2 separate regions of the Podarcis muralis genome follow, and region 1 is linked to region 2. A link is a contact called in public Hi-C data. All regions are on one chromosome and are shown on one strand. The core of a region is the stretch at or near the end of the contact, and the rest is flanking DNA. Distances in the headings are between cores, read along the strand shown.

Region 1 (6,252 bases), core at 1,784-4,283, 350 kb after region 2:
TGCAAAAAGTTTGGACACCTCTGATATATATCACCTCAAGCTCCTTGGACATAAATAGTTTGTGCTACTGAGAAGGTGAAAACCAGCACTTTTGACAAATGATTTAAAGTCTCTCTCTGTTTTGTTGGACTATAACCCCTCCTGAGCATACAGTACATAGGAAACAGTGGTCAAGAAACTGACACAATAGCACTGTATACTGTCAGCCCCCACCTCAGTGCAATTAAATAAAGCCAACATTGTTGGACTACAAGCTCCCATCATCCCTACTGGCTATGCTGACTGGGGCTAATGGTAGTTAGAGCCCATCAAGATCTGGAAGAAGGACCACAGGGTTCCCTCCCTGGAGGGTGGAGGATAGCTTGGACTGCCTGCATTGAGCTATGGTCCAGAGGCTACCTGAAGGCAGCTCTGCTTAAGTTGTTGTTTAGATTGCATATACACAGGCAGAGAAGCACAGATGCACAAGCAGGGCACATCCACACCCACAATGAACATAATAAACCTACTGTTTTCAAAACCTATTGCTTACCACAAGAGATTTTGGTACAAAGGAGCAAATGCTCTGGAAAGAGTTAATTATTTCATACACTGAAAATTATGTCTATGTATGCAAGATGTCAAGCAAGAATAAACATAAACCAGTTAAAATCAATTAAATAGAAACCACTTAAGCAAGGTTAATTACTGGGAGGGGAACATCTGTAGGCACACAGCCATCAAGCTGGCTGTTCTTATCAAAATGTTCTAAACATTTTAAATACTAATGTAAAGTATTCGTCAGGGCAACCTGAGCACAATTAAGATGTTTCGACTGCTGTCAGTGAAACAGAAACAGTGTAGTTTTGCTGCCACCTCCTGATACATTTCAGAAGCACAGGTTCCATACTAATATATAACTTTTAAAAATAGAATGATAAATTAGATTAAAATGGAAGGAAAATTCTTCAAGAGTTTCTAGTTACTGATATATCAAAATCATCGAATGAAAGGTGAAGATGGAGTGACAGATCTTTAGAGCTAATTTTGTAACTCTGGTCCCACCTGAATGCATGTGGAGCAATGAATATAAACTGATAAAATTATCAGTAAGGTAAAGGTAAAGGGACCCCTGACCATTAGGTCCAGTCATGGCCGATTCTGGGGTTGCGGTGCTCATCTCGCTTTATTGACCGAGGGAGCCGGCGTACAACTTTCGGGTCATGTGGCCAGCATGACTAAGTCGCTTCTGGCGAACCAGAGCAGCACACGGAAACGCTGTTTACCTTCCCACTGGAGCGGTACCTATTTATCTACTTGCACTTTGATGTGCTTTCAAACTGCTAGGGGATTCAAACTGCCAACCTTCTGATCTGCAAGTCCTAGGCTCTGTGGTTTAACCCACAGCACCACCTGCTTCCCTCAAAGGTGTTTACTGTATGGCAAATTCAGAAAATCCCTAAATTCACTAATGGTTCCTCGTCACCCCACTTGTCACTGGAAAAAAGTGACAAGTGGGATGCCACAGGGTTCTGTTCTGGACTTGTTGTTGTTTAAAATCTTTATAAACCACTTAGATGAAGGAATTGAGGGGATGCTTAACAAATTTGTTGATGCCACTGTACTGGCAGGGAGAGCTGGTGCCGCAGAAGACAGAATCAGGATTCAAGATGACCTTAACAGGTTGGAGAACTGGGTTGAAACTAACAAAATGAATTTCAATAGGGATACATGTAAGGTTCTGCACTTAGGCAGGAATAACCAGCTGCATCAATATAAGATGGGGAACACCAGGCTTGCCAGTTCATGTGAAAGGGATCTAGGGGACTTGGTGGACCACAAGCTTAACATGAGTCAACAGTGTGATGCAGCAGTTAAAATAAAATAAAAGAGCTAATGCTATCCTAGGCTGCATCAACTGAAATATAGTGTCTAGGTCAAGCAAAGTAATAGTACGACTTTATTCTGCCTTGGTCAGACCACACCTGGAATACTGTGTCCTGTTCTGGGCACCACAGTTTAAGATGGATAATGACAAGCTGAAGTGTGTGCAGAGGAGGGTGACCAAGATGCTCAAGGGACAGGAAACCTAGACTTGTGAGGAGTGGTTGAAGGATCTGGGTAGCAGCATAGAAAAGAGGAGACTGACAGGACATATGATAACCACCTTCAAATATCAAATGTGCTGTCACATAGAGGATGGAGAAAGCTTGTTTTCTCCTCCTTCAGTGGGGAGGACCTAAACCAATGACTTCAAGTTACAAGAAAGGAGATTCCGACTACACACCAGGAAGTATTTTCTGACAGTAAGAGCTGTTAAAGACAGGGGGGCAGTCTCCCACGGAAGGTGATAGACTCTCCATCCTTGGAGGTTTTTAAGCTGAGGTTGGGTGACCATCTGTCATGGATGCTTTAGCTGAGATTCCTGCATTGCAGGGGGTTGGACTAAATGACCCTTGGGTCCCTTCCAACTCTACGACTCTATGATAAAGAAGCAAGAGATTTCTATTTCACAGACTCATGGTTTATTGTTTCACGTGAACAAGGCTAATTTATCTCTCTCTCTGAAAGTGATGGGGGAGAGCGTGTGTGTGTGTGTGTGTGTGTGTATATATATATATGCAGTCTCTTTGTATTCCTGCATTGCAGGGGGTTGGACTAGATTACATTTGGAGTCCCCTCCCTCGTTCTATGAAAAACGTAGTAGGGCGAGACTTTTTATCAGGCTGACCAGAATACCGAGCACGGCTTCTGAGTTTGCGGGGGGGGGCAGGTTGCGTAAACACCGTACATTTAAAGCACATTCCCACCCCGACCCCGTCAAGAATCCTGGGAGCTGCTGCTGCCCTGGGTTCAGGTGCGCCGGCCGCTCTCTGAGGGACTAAACTACAGTTCCCAGGATGCCTTGGGAGAAAGACCAGCCTCGAATGCATGGACGGCCTCGGCCATGCTGGCGCTTTACTGCAGGGGGAGCCGCGCGGCCTCCTTTGCCTGCTCCGCTCGCCTCTCTTGCCTCTTGCCGGAGGTGGCAGCTCCTCGCCGGCGAGTGGGAGGGCCCTTTCGCGGCTGCGGCGGCGGCGGCGGAGCTCCAGCCCGCCTGTCTTCGGCTGAAGGGGAAGCCGAGCGGCGCCTCGCCCCACCGCGCCCCTCCTCTTCCTGCACGCCGCCCCATTGCCGCCCGCTCCGCCACGGCGCCTGCCTTTCCCCGCAACCCGCCGCCGCCGCCAGCAGCATGCAGCTTTTCCAGTACCCCGAGGTGTACCGCGAAGAGACATCCGTGAGTAGCTCCCCGACCCCCATCTCCCGCCCCCCGGAGCCCCCCAACACGCCCCCCCCAGGAGTCCCGGGCAGCTCCCGGGACCCGGTGGCTTCCTGCCTCCTCGCTTCCTCCTCGGCCACCGGCGACCCGGTGTGGAAAGGCTTCCCGCATCTATCACACCCTGCGGGCTTTCCCCGTCAAGCCTGATGCGGAAATAGAGGTGTTTGAAGGGATGGGTGCAGGTGTGATGCAGGGCCGTGTCCTTTGCACACCCATCCACACACCAGTCTTTCCAACCTGGCCGGTTTGGTCTCCAACCACCGGTGTCATTTATCTCCTGCCTCTCTCCACTACTTGAGGGTGTGGGGATTGCTGGGGACGGCCGCCGGGGGTTATTTCGGCAGGTGTGGGCACGCCTGGAGAGGATCGGGGGCCACTTTTGCCACCCAACGACACAGCGTGAGCTGCAGAAGTTTAATGTTGGCACATATTTTTGTCTTGCACAATCTACGAGCCCCAAAAACAAGCACCTGTTGCTCAAGCAGGAAGACATAATTTCCTCAAATCAGATTGGCCAGTAACCAGATTGGCTTGCCTGTACAGTATATGCCCTGTAAATAGCTTTGTGCAGCACAGTGGGTCTCCACTGGGGGTGCACAATGGGCTGGGTTAGAATAATAAAATTATAGAACTTTAGATGGGAAGGGATGGTTGTGCAGCTGGGGCTGGTGTATGGATAGTGCTGCTTGGGAATTCTGAAAATCAAGTGGTATATAAATCTCTAAAAGAAACAGATGGTGTTTCCTTGCAGCAGAAGAGAAAGGACTTAACCCACACTTCCTCTTGTCCTGCTGCTCCCCCCCCCCCCAACTGGTGAAAACCACACTTCAGCGCTCAATCAAAGTAAATGGCAGTTCAGGTTTTTGATCAGGTTTTCCCTTGGAAAGGAGCAGGGCAAGGGGAAAACCAATCCGTGCATAGAAAGCATGGGGCAATCAGGAAACTCCTCAGACACATGCTTTCAAGGCATGGCACAAGCAGAAGTGTGGGTGAGCCCTGATTTAGAGCAGGTGTTGGAAGCTGTGACCCTCAAGATGAATATTTTGTTACAAGTCCTGTCATTCCTGACCATTTGCCTTGCTGGCTGGGACTGATGGGAGTTGGATCTTACAGACCAAAGATTCTCAGCCCTGGTCTAGAGAAACTACCTCTTAATTCTTTGTAGCACAAGTTCTATTAATTTGGGAGCTTCCGCTCCCAGCTTACCATGTTCTTGTAGTTTTGTGTTGGAAATCTTAACTGGAAGGTTGACAAACAATACCTGTTAACAGCTTTACTTTTCCATGATATGGAAAAAGTAGTGCATTTTATGAAGGAAAACAAAAATGATAAAATAACCAAAGAATTTGACCAGCCTTTAAATTATAGATTTAATTGTACTCCCCATTTCTTACAATCTGTGACTCTGTTCCAATTATAACATTCTCAGGCTAATAGGCTACAGAAAATAATACTTTTAATCAAATATTTCATTAGGCAGAGAAGGGTCAAGCTTGCTCTGCCCTGTGCTGGTAACAAACATTCCAAATGCCTTTTGTAAATAAAATTGCTGATCTTGTTCAGAAGTCCCTCCCAGAGTTTTACGTAGTAGAATTTCACTAGCAACAAAAGAACTTCCAGCCGTACTGCAGTCTTTTATAACCTGTTAGCAGAATGTTGCTCATTTCTTTAGGCTCTCTGTGTTTAAATTTACAGCTAGATATATCTTCCCTCACTGAAGTACTAGCTTTTAATATGATGGAAGTTGGGAGTCCAATCTGGAGAGCCACATGTATAGGCTTTGCATGAAGGACGTTCTCCCAAGTTCAGGTGCTGACATCTTCACCTAAAACATGAGTGGTTAACCACTTGCTCTCCAGATATTGCCCAACTACAACTCCCATGAGGATGATGGGAGTTTTGGTCCAGCAATATTTGGAGTCCCCATCCCTGCCTAATGTCCTTTCAGACTGCTATGACACCTGAATCCTTCTAGTGCTTGCTGTTTAGTGCTGTAGCACCAAACCAAGAGCACAAGCATTTTCCCTTGCAGATGCACCCAGATGTCCTGTTCCAGCAAGTGTGACTTATTTCTGGAATTCGAAATCCCTGACCATGTCTACTGTCTTGAGAGCACAATAGGCAACTAGTTAAGGAGTGAAAATACAGTACATCCAAAGAGACACCTGTGGCTTCAGTATAGCGATTGCAGAAGTCCTATCTTTGGTTTCTGTTCCAAACTGCTGTTGTGTTTTTAGAAGCCGTTAATAGTATTGATCTCCATTTCCCATCTTTTTTCCCATTCCAAGTTATAATCCATGGCTGAGAGTTCTCTCTTTATTAATAGAAACAGAAGGTCCACAAACTACATCGGCACATAAATTCTCTGGGTTAGTTATGCTCGATTAACTTAATTTGTTTGGAAGAGGCTATTATTCTGCTGTCAGGGCAGCTTGATGAAATTAGATGCCTGTTGCATACTCCAGCTTTCAGCAGTGTATTAAGCTGTAATAACTTATTTAATGGGACGCGGGTGGCGCTGTGGGTAAAAGCCTCAGCGCCTAGGGCTTGCCGATCGAAAGGTCGGCGGTTCGAATCCCCGCGGCGGGGTGCGCTCCCGTTGCTCGGTCCCAGCGCCTGCCAACCTAGCAGTTCGAAAGCACCCCCAGGTGCAAGTAGATAAATAGGGACCGCTTACTGGCGGGAAGGTAAACGGCGTTTCCGTGTGCTGCGCTGGCTCGCCAGATGCAGCTTTGTCACGCTGGCCACGTGACCCGGAAGTGTCTCCGGACAGCGCTGGCCCCTGGCCTCTTAAGTGAGATGGGCGCACAACCCCAGAGTCTGTCAAGACTGGCCCGTACAGGCAGGGGTACCTTTACCTTTACCTTTAACTTATTTAATGCCACTCATAAAGTGATTGTAAAGCATTCTTTTAGAAAACAAATTTCTCTGTATATTTTAAAATCAGGTGGACG
Region 2 (6,343 bases), core at 2,921-5,420:
TTTACGGATGTGCTGTCCAAAGGGCCCTCCAGGGACCCCCATTCTGCCATGGCAGCTCCGCCACCGCCTCTGCCCCACTTTCTCCTTGAGCCAGTGGCGTCGCAAGGGGGGGCAGGGGGGCGGTGCGCCCTGGGTGCCATGTCTGGGGGGTGACAAGGCACCCCGTGGGGTGCTCGCTCCGCCGCCCCCGGGCGTGGTGGCACAAGCAGCCATCGTGCCGCTGCAGCCGCATGTAGAGGATCCTCTGTTCACGGCTGCAGCTGTGAGCAGAGGATCTCGACACCGTCCGTACAGCGTTCCAGCGGCGCCGGTGGCAAACCGCTACATACAACGCATGCATGGTGCCGCACGCATGCGCTGTACGTAGCGACGCTGCACACGCACTGTACATAGCGGTTTGCTGCCGGCGCTGCCCGAGCACTGTACAGTTGGCAGTGGGATCCTTCCATCGCCACTACAGCCACAATCAGAGGATCTCACCACCACCACTGCAGCCACGAGCAGAGGATCCCGCCACCGTCCATACGGTGTTTGGGTGAGGTGTGCAGCGCCGGCAGAAAACTGCTATGTACAACGCATGCGCGGTGTCGCATGCATGCGCTGTACTTAGCAGCGCAACGCGTGCACAGCCGGCGGTTTCCCCCGCCCCGGGTGTCAGTTAGCCTTTGTTCGCCATTGCCTTGAGCCTGCCTGGCCTCACCCAGCTTTCTCCCCCTCCCCTGCCTACCTGGTCTCTCTGTGCCTGCCTGCTACCATAAGCTTAACGGGCAACAGTAGGGAAAGTTTCCTTTTAGATTCTCCCCCAGGCCACCTATTTATTGAGCATTCATCCAGTTTTGCTTGTGGAATGCTTGTACAGATGTTAGATTATATCTCTGTGGGGTTTTTTTTTACTAAGCATTTGTTCTGGTTTATGGAGTGGTTCTACAATAATGAGCATTCGTCCTGATTTGCTTGCTAGGTGTTTATACCCCTCTTGTCAACTGACACTTTCCTAACTGCATAAAATGTGCTTCTTTTTAAAAAGTACGACAGAACAGTTTAATCCACTTTAATTGCACAAGCTTAAATTACCTGGTATGCACTGACAGTCACTCGGGATGAGCCCCTTTCCTCATGTTGTGCTGGATAACATGCTAAGAGAAGTGCCGGGTGGTGCTGGCTCAACCATGGCTTTGCTGAATCTGCTGCAGCATGACTGAACACTAATTTAAAAAGACCAGAAGAGATGCTCTGGTGACTGGTGTCAGCCTCAGCACACCCATACCGGGTGCTAATCCTGCACCTGTTTTCTGACATGCTGCTGCCCGTCACCATCTGCCACAGGCTCCAGCCTGTTTGGGGCTCCTGCAGGCTGCTGCCCTCCTTGTCAGCTGTGGCAAAGTATGCTTTGTTTATTTGCTTTGCTCTTTAATTTCGATTTGGCCAGATTTAGCAAAGAGGTGTGGAACACTTTAATCTAGATTGGTTCTGTCTTCAAAATATGACTCTATGTGTTATTAGCTCAGTGGTGAGGAATATGTGTTCTGTATACTCATAGAGGCTATAATTTGAGGAGAAAGAAACAGAAAGATTTTGTCTTACTTACTTCAGGCCTTGTACATATCAGGGAGGCATTCAAGCAAACATACAGATCTACACAACCAATTAGGGCATATGATAACTCATCAAACATCACACCTCTCTGACTGGTTGCTAAGCAGCACTTCCACCCACCTCTCTCTTGGCTTTCAAGTATTGGACTTTAGCACTTAAAGAATTAACGTTCAAGCCACAAACTGAATGATCCCTCCTATACCAACACTTTGGCACTCTCTCTCCCTCTTCCCCCCTGCTTGGCCCTTTCTCTGCACTCTCTTTTTCTTTCCCTTCTCTCCAAATAGCTAATCTATATGCACAATTGATTTTCCTTCAGTTATTAAATGGAACACTTAAGTTCTAAAATGAGGAGCCATGGGACTTCTTTGGAAGCCACAGCCATGACCTGAGAGCCTTTCATCTCATCCCATTTGTGTGGTGACTTGGTGTGATGACACACTGGTGAGAGAAATCTGTGCCTGATCAAATACACTACTTTCTTTCTAATCACATGCTGCCTAGGACCTGAACCTCAGCACTGAGAGTAAGTTCTCTGGGACCAAGCCCTAGTTGGAGTGTAGCTCAAGGGCATCAAGGCAATCTTGACCTGAACCTGGAATACACCTGAGCACCAATGCTGGAGCCATTTATAGCTGTTTCCTCTTCAAGCACCTTTCTACACTGCGTCTCATCTCTGCTTCTAATAAGCAGTGTTGTGCATTGTGGAGGCTGATTTAGCATGAGGGTGGAAGAGTGTCGTAGCTGGGCGCTGATGGATAGGTGGCCCTCTCTTTTGGTGGAACATAGGCAACTATGATTTTCAGCATTGTGCCATACAAAATAGGCCTGCCTCAAGGTTCAATTTGTACAAGCGCTTGTCACAATATCCATTCATTTCAATGGGATGCAATAGCTTGGATTCCAAGATAACTTAATTTTCCTCATGGAATTAAGTTTCTTGTCACATCCTCCCTGCTGAAGCTACGTGAAAAATCTCTGCAAAGTCAGGAAACCCACCCACCCAACCTGCCAGACAGGCTCTTTGGGGGGGGGGAGGAAGGTAAAATTATCACTGAACTTTTTGTAGGATCCAAGCCAGAGTACCTAGCCCTTATTTTCATGTTGTTGCTGCTGCCCACTGAAATAGACACATTGGATACATAGACTAATGGGTTATTTCCAGACTCATTTTGACATTGACTTCTATGCTGCAATCCTACCTAATCTTCAATTTGAAGATCTAAAGCAACTTCTGGTCTCTGCTGTGGCATACTGTTATTTTCAGTGCATTCCCATCTTTTAAATGCCTCCCTTTTATTTACTCGGCCTACCTGCTATAGTATAAATGAGCTTATGCCTCATTTATTGTATTTGGAACCAGTCTGTCCAGTTTTCAAATGAATTTAGTTCCACCCAAGCTTCACAGAACCTCACCTTGAGTTTATAATTATATCTGGCATGTTCAAAGCAATGCAAATATCCTTCTATTGGAATCACATATAGGTAAAAGTACATACTTGTTGCTGCAAAAATGCTGGAGGTGACATTCTTCCAATGGTCTTTTTATCTCCTCAGAAGATCTATTAGACTGGCTCTCCAAGCTTTGCAGTATCTGTCGACATGAATTATGCTTTCAAACAATACTAATACAACTGTTAGCCTGGCATGGTATAGAAGTCAATAAAAAATCATGTCAATGAAAAATCTAAATTAAATAAGAGAATCTGGCTGTGTCAACTAATTTTATTCACTGAAGTAAAGTATTCCTACTCAACTGGCTTGTGCTCAACAAGTAGATACAGTATTTAACACTCCCAATGTAGACAAGAAGGGGGGGGGGGGGTTTGGCTGTGGCAGGAAGGCAATTATTTTTATATGAATGAACACTATTTGTTCAAACTTACTGAAACCTTGCACAGAGTCTATTGGCCCAATTTAAGAATGGCCAAACAATAGAGAGTTCAGATTGGTCCTTTCCAATTCTACAATCCTATGACTTTATGATTGTGTGCAGAAGTTTAAGTTGAAAAACACTTTTCACCTGTATGCATCCAGCCCATCATCAAATGTACCCCCACTACAGATCACCCTCAGTGCATGTGGCTCTCAACACACACGGTGGCCCACCTTTGTGTTAAAGTTACACGGGCTGTGGAGAGTTTGGAGTTGGCGCCAACACTAGCAGCAGGCCTAGCAGAGGCAACCCTGTATTTATGCTAATCTGCGGTTCTTCAGAATAGCCGCCATCTCGTTGGCAATGCGGAGCCCTTCATTCTCTTGGAATCTACCGCCCCCTGCAGGGAGAACTCGGCAAAAGCAAGAGACCCATCTGACGCGCGCCTTTGCGTGACGCCATTTGCCGAAGCCTCAAGAGAGGAGCCGTTGTCTCGTCGTCACTTCCGGTTTGCCAAGCAGCTGAAATTGGCGAGAGCGTCGTGCTGCCCTAAAACTTTACGTTCTTCCGCCCTCCCTTCCTCCCGCCGGCCAAACCTCTGCTTCCCCTCGTCGCAGAAAGACCAAGAGAGAAAGGCGGAGGGAGCAGAGGAGACAAGACGGAGTGGGCGGTGCCTGAGCCTCGTGAGCGGAGCGGAGCACTTTGAAGGGAGGGGGGGCAGCAGGAGGAGGAGGAGGAGGCAGGCTCAGTGGGCGGAGCCGAGCCTGCGCAGTGTTGACTTGTGCGCGAGCGAGCTTCGCACTCAGGGGGTGGCCCGGCCAAGGAAAGAAACAAACTGCCAGGTAACGGCATCTTCCGTTGTCCCCTCCCCCATCAGGGAGGAGGGAGGAGGGGGCGGCGGCGACGTAGAAAGGAGTTGTCTGTTGGGGAAGCTTGTTTGTTGGGTGATACGATGAGGGAGCGGAGACTGGACGGGGCAGGAGAGGCTGCCGCCCCACCCTTGTGACCCCTTCTCTGCCTGAGGGGGGTGGGGGGGCATCATCTGGGGCAGAGGTTTATTCCTCCACACGCCTCGTAAACCTCTTCACACGTACACACGTGAGCCTGGGTGTATGTAGAGTGTTCTCAAGGCACCCGATAGCGCTTAGGGTAGGCTTGGGAGGATTCATTTTACCACCAGAAACCATATATATTCGTTACAGCGCGGGAAAGGGCTGTCTCCCCTCAGGTCCTACTTACGAGTTTCCGATAGGCATTTCCTTGGTCCCTGTGAGAAAGGGGTACTGGGCGAGGTGGGCCGCTAGCCTGATCCAGCAGGGCAAGGGGCATAGTTCTTCGTTGCGCTACAAGGTTTGAATGCGGAAGGTTGCGGGTCGAGTCCCCAGGTAGGACTCCTCTGTCTGCCCCCCCCCCCCAGAGAAGTCTGTACAGTCATCATGTACAGTACTGGACTAGGAGGACCAATATTCAGACTCTGTCTCTTTGTTCTGTAAATACATCAGGAACATGAAATCAGCCAGGCAGTAAGACCTTTAGGCAAACCAAGGTGTACAGAAGAAGCACAAGCCACTATTTTATCTGTCCCCACTGCAGAGGATGTTGAATTGGCCGTATCTGAGGCATTGTTTAGGGAAAGGATATCTGTAAGAAGCCGTCAGTTTCGTTTATTAAAGAATTTGTATTCTGCTCTTCTGTGTTTCCCATGCATAATACTAAAATATAAAATAATCAAATGGTGATAAAAGCAACTGTTAAAATACTGTAAATCTAAAAACTTAGCAGGATTAATAAAAAGTTTCTGCCTGGTGCCAAAAGGACAGCAGTGTATTTGTCAGGTGAGCCTTGGAAAGTAATTATGTGACCCGGATGTCACTAAGGAGACACTCTCCCTGTTTGCTACTCACTATGGAGCATTTGAAATCCTTTATCAGAGAGGTTTCTTCTCAGTAACTGGCCCTAGTTAATTCAAAATACAGCTGCTAGGCTACTAACTGGTTTGTGAATAGTTAAAGACAGTCCCACGTACAATACATTACAGCAATCAAACATGTCACAAAGGATAATGTTTTAGAGCAGGTTTCCTCAACCTCGGCCCTCCAGATGTTTTTGGCCTACAACTCCCATGATCCCTAGCTAGCAGGACCAGTGGTCAAGGATCCTGGGAATTGTAGTCTCAAAATATCTGGAGGGCCGAGGTTGAGGAAGCCTGTTTTAGAGCTAAACTACAATTTAGTTAGCAAGTCACTGAGAGATGGCATTCACTTAAGATGTGAAATTGCAGTGAATATATTTCATTAAAATCCACCTATTTGCCAGAGTTTTGGAGAATAGACATGTCTCACCAATTTCTAGGAATTGAATTATGGCATTAGAGAGTGTCTTAGGTAAATTGGTAGAGATATTAACACTAATGTGCTTAAACACAGAGCAAGGTTGAAACAATATGGCTTCTTCAAAGGGAAGTTATTTGCAAACTTTGATATCAAGAATATTAGTAACCATATAGATAAGGGTTATATAGTAAATTCCATATACCTGAACTTCCAAAAAGCTTTTGACAAAGTCTGTTACCAAAGGCTCATGAGTACGCTTCACTATCAGTAATTGAAAGTTTATTGATGTAACTTGCAAGCCACTCTCCACTGAAAACTGACTTGATTGTATTACACCTATAGGAATAACTTTCAAAACACCTCTCATTGTTAATACATATTCACTAGGGCCTGTGCCAGTGATTCAAGAAAAAAACACCCTATCATGATTTTAAAAGCAAAACTAATAAGAATCATCTTCAGAAAGAAGTCCCACAGAGTTCAGTGGAACTTATTCCCAAGTAAGTGGGTATAGATTTGCAGCCTAAGGACGATGTAA

The links. A called contact is a pair of places that touch in the nucleus more often than the background predicts.
Region 1: a Hi-C map of tail shows a contact between it and region 2, with 2.4 times the contacts expected there. The contact joins the promoter of PREP here to the promoter of ATG5 in region 2. A contact is called at or near these places in 2 of 3 Hi-C or Micro-C datasets (blood and tail).

What each region holds. Positions count from the first base shown.
Region 1 is chr3:72,614,448-72,620,699 of rPodMur119.hap1.1, forward strand. It overlaps PREP (prolyl endopeptidase), which reads left to right and starts at 3,034. Exons shown (of 15, transcript XM_028723064.2): 1 at 3,034-3,256; 2 at 6,246-6,252. The coding sequence starts at 3,212.
Region 2 is chr3:72,262,502-72,268,844 of rPodMur119.hap1.1, forward strand. ATG5 (autophagy related 5) reads left to right here and starts at 4,171. Exons shown (of 8, transcript XM_028723083.2): 1 at 4,171-4,314. It overlaps LOC114594009 (a long non-coding RNA gene), which reads right to left and starts at 3,919. Exons shown (of 3, transcript XR_013392286.1): 1 at 3,706-3,919; 2 at 3,096-3,190.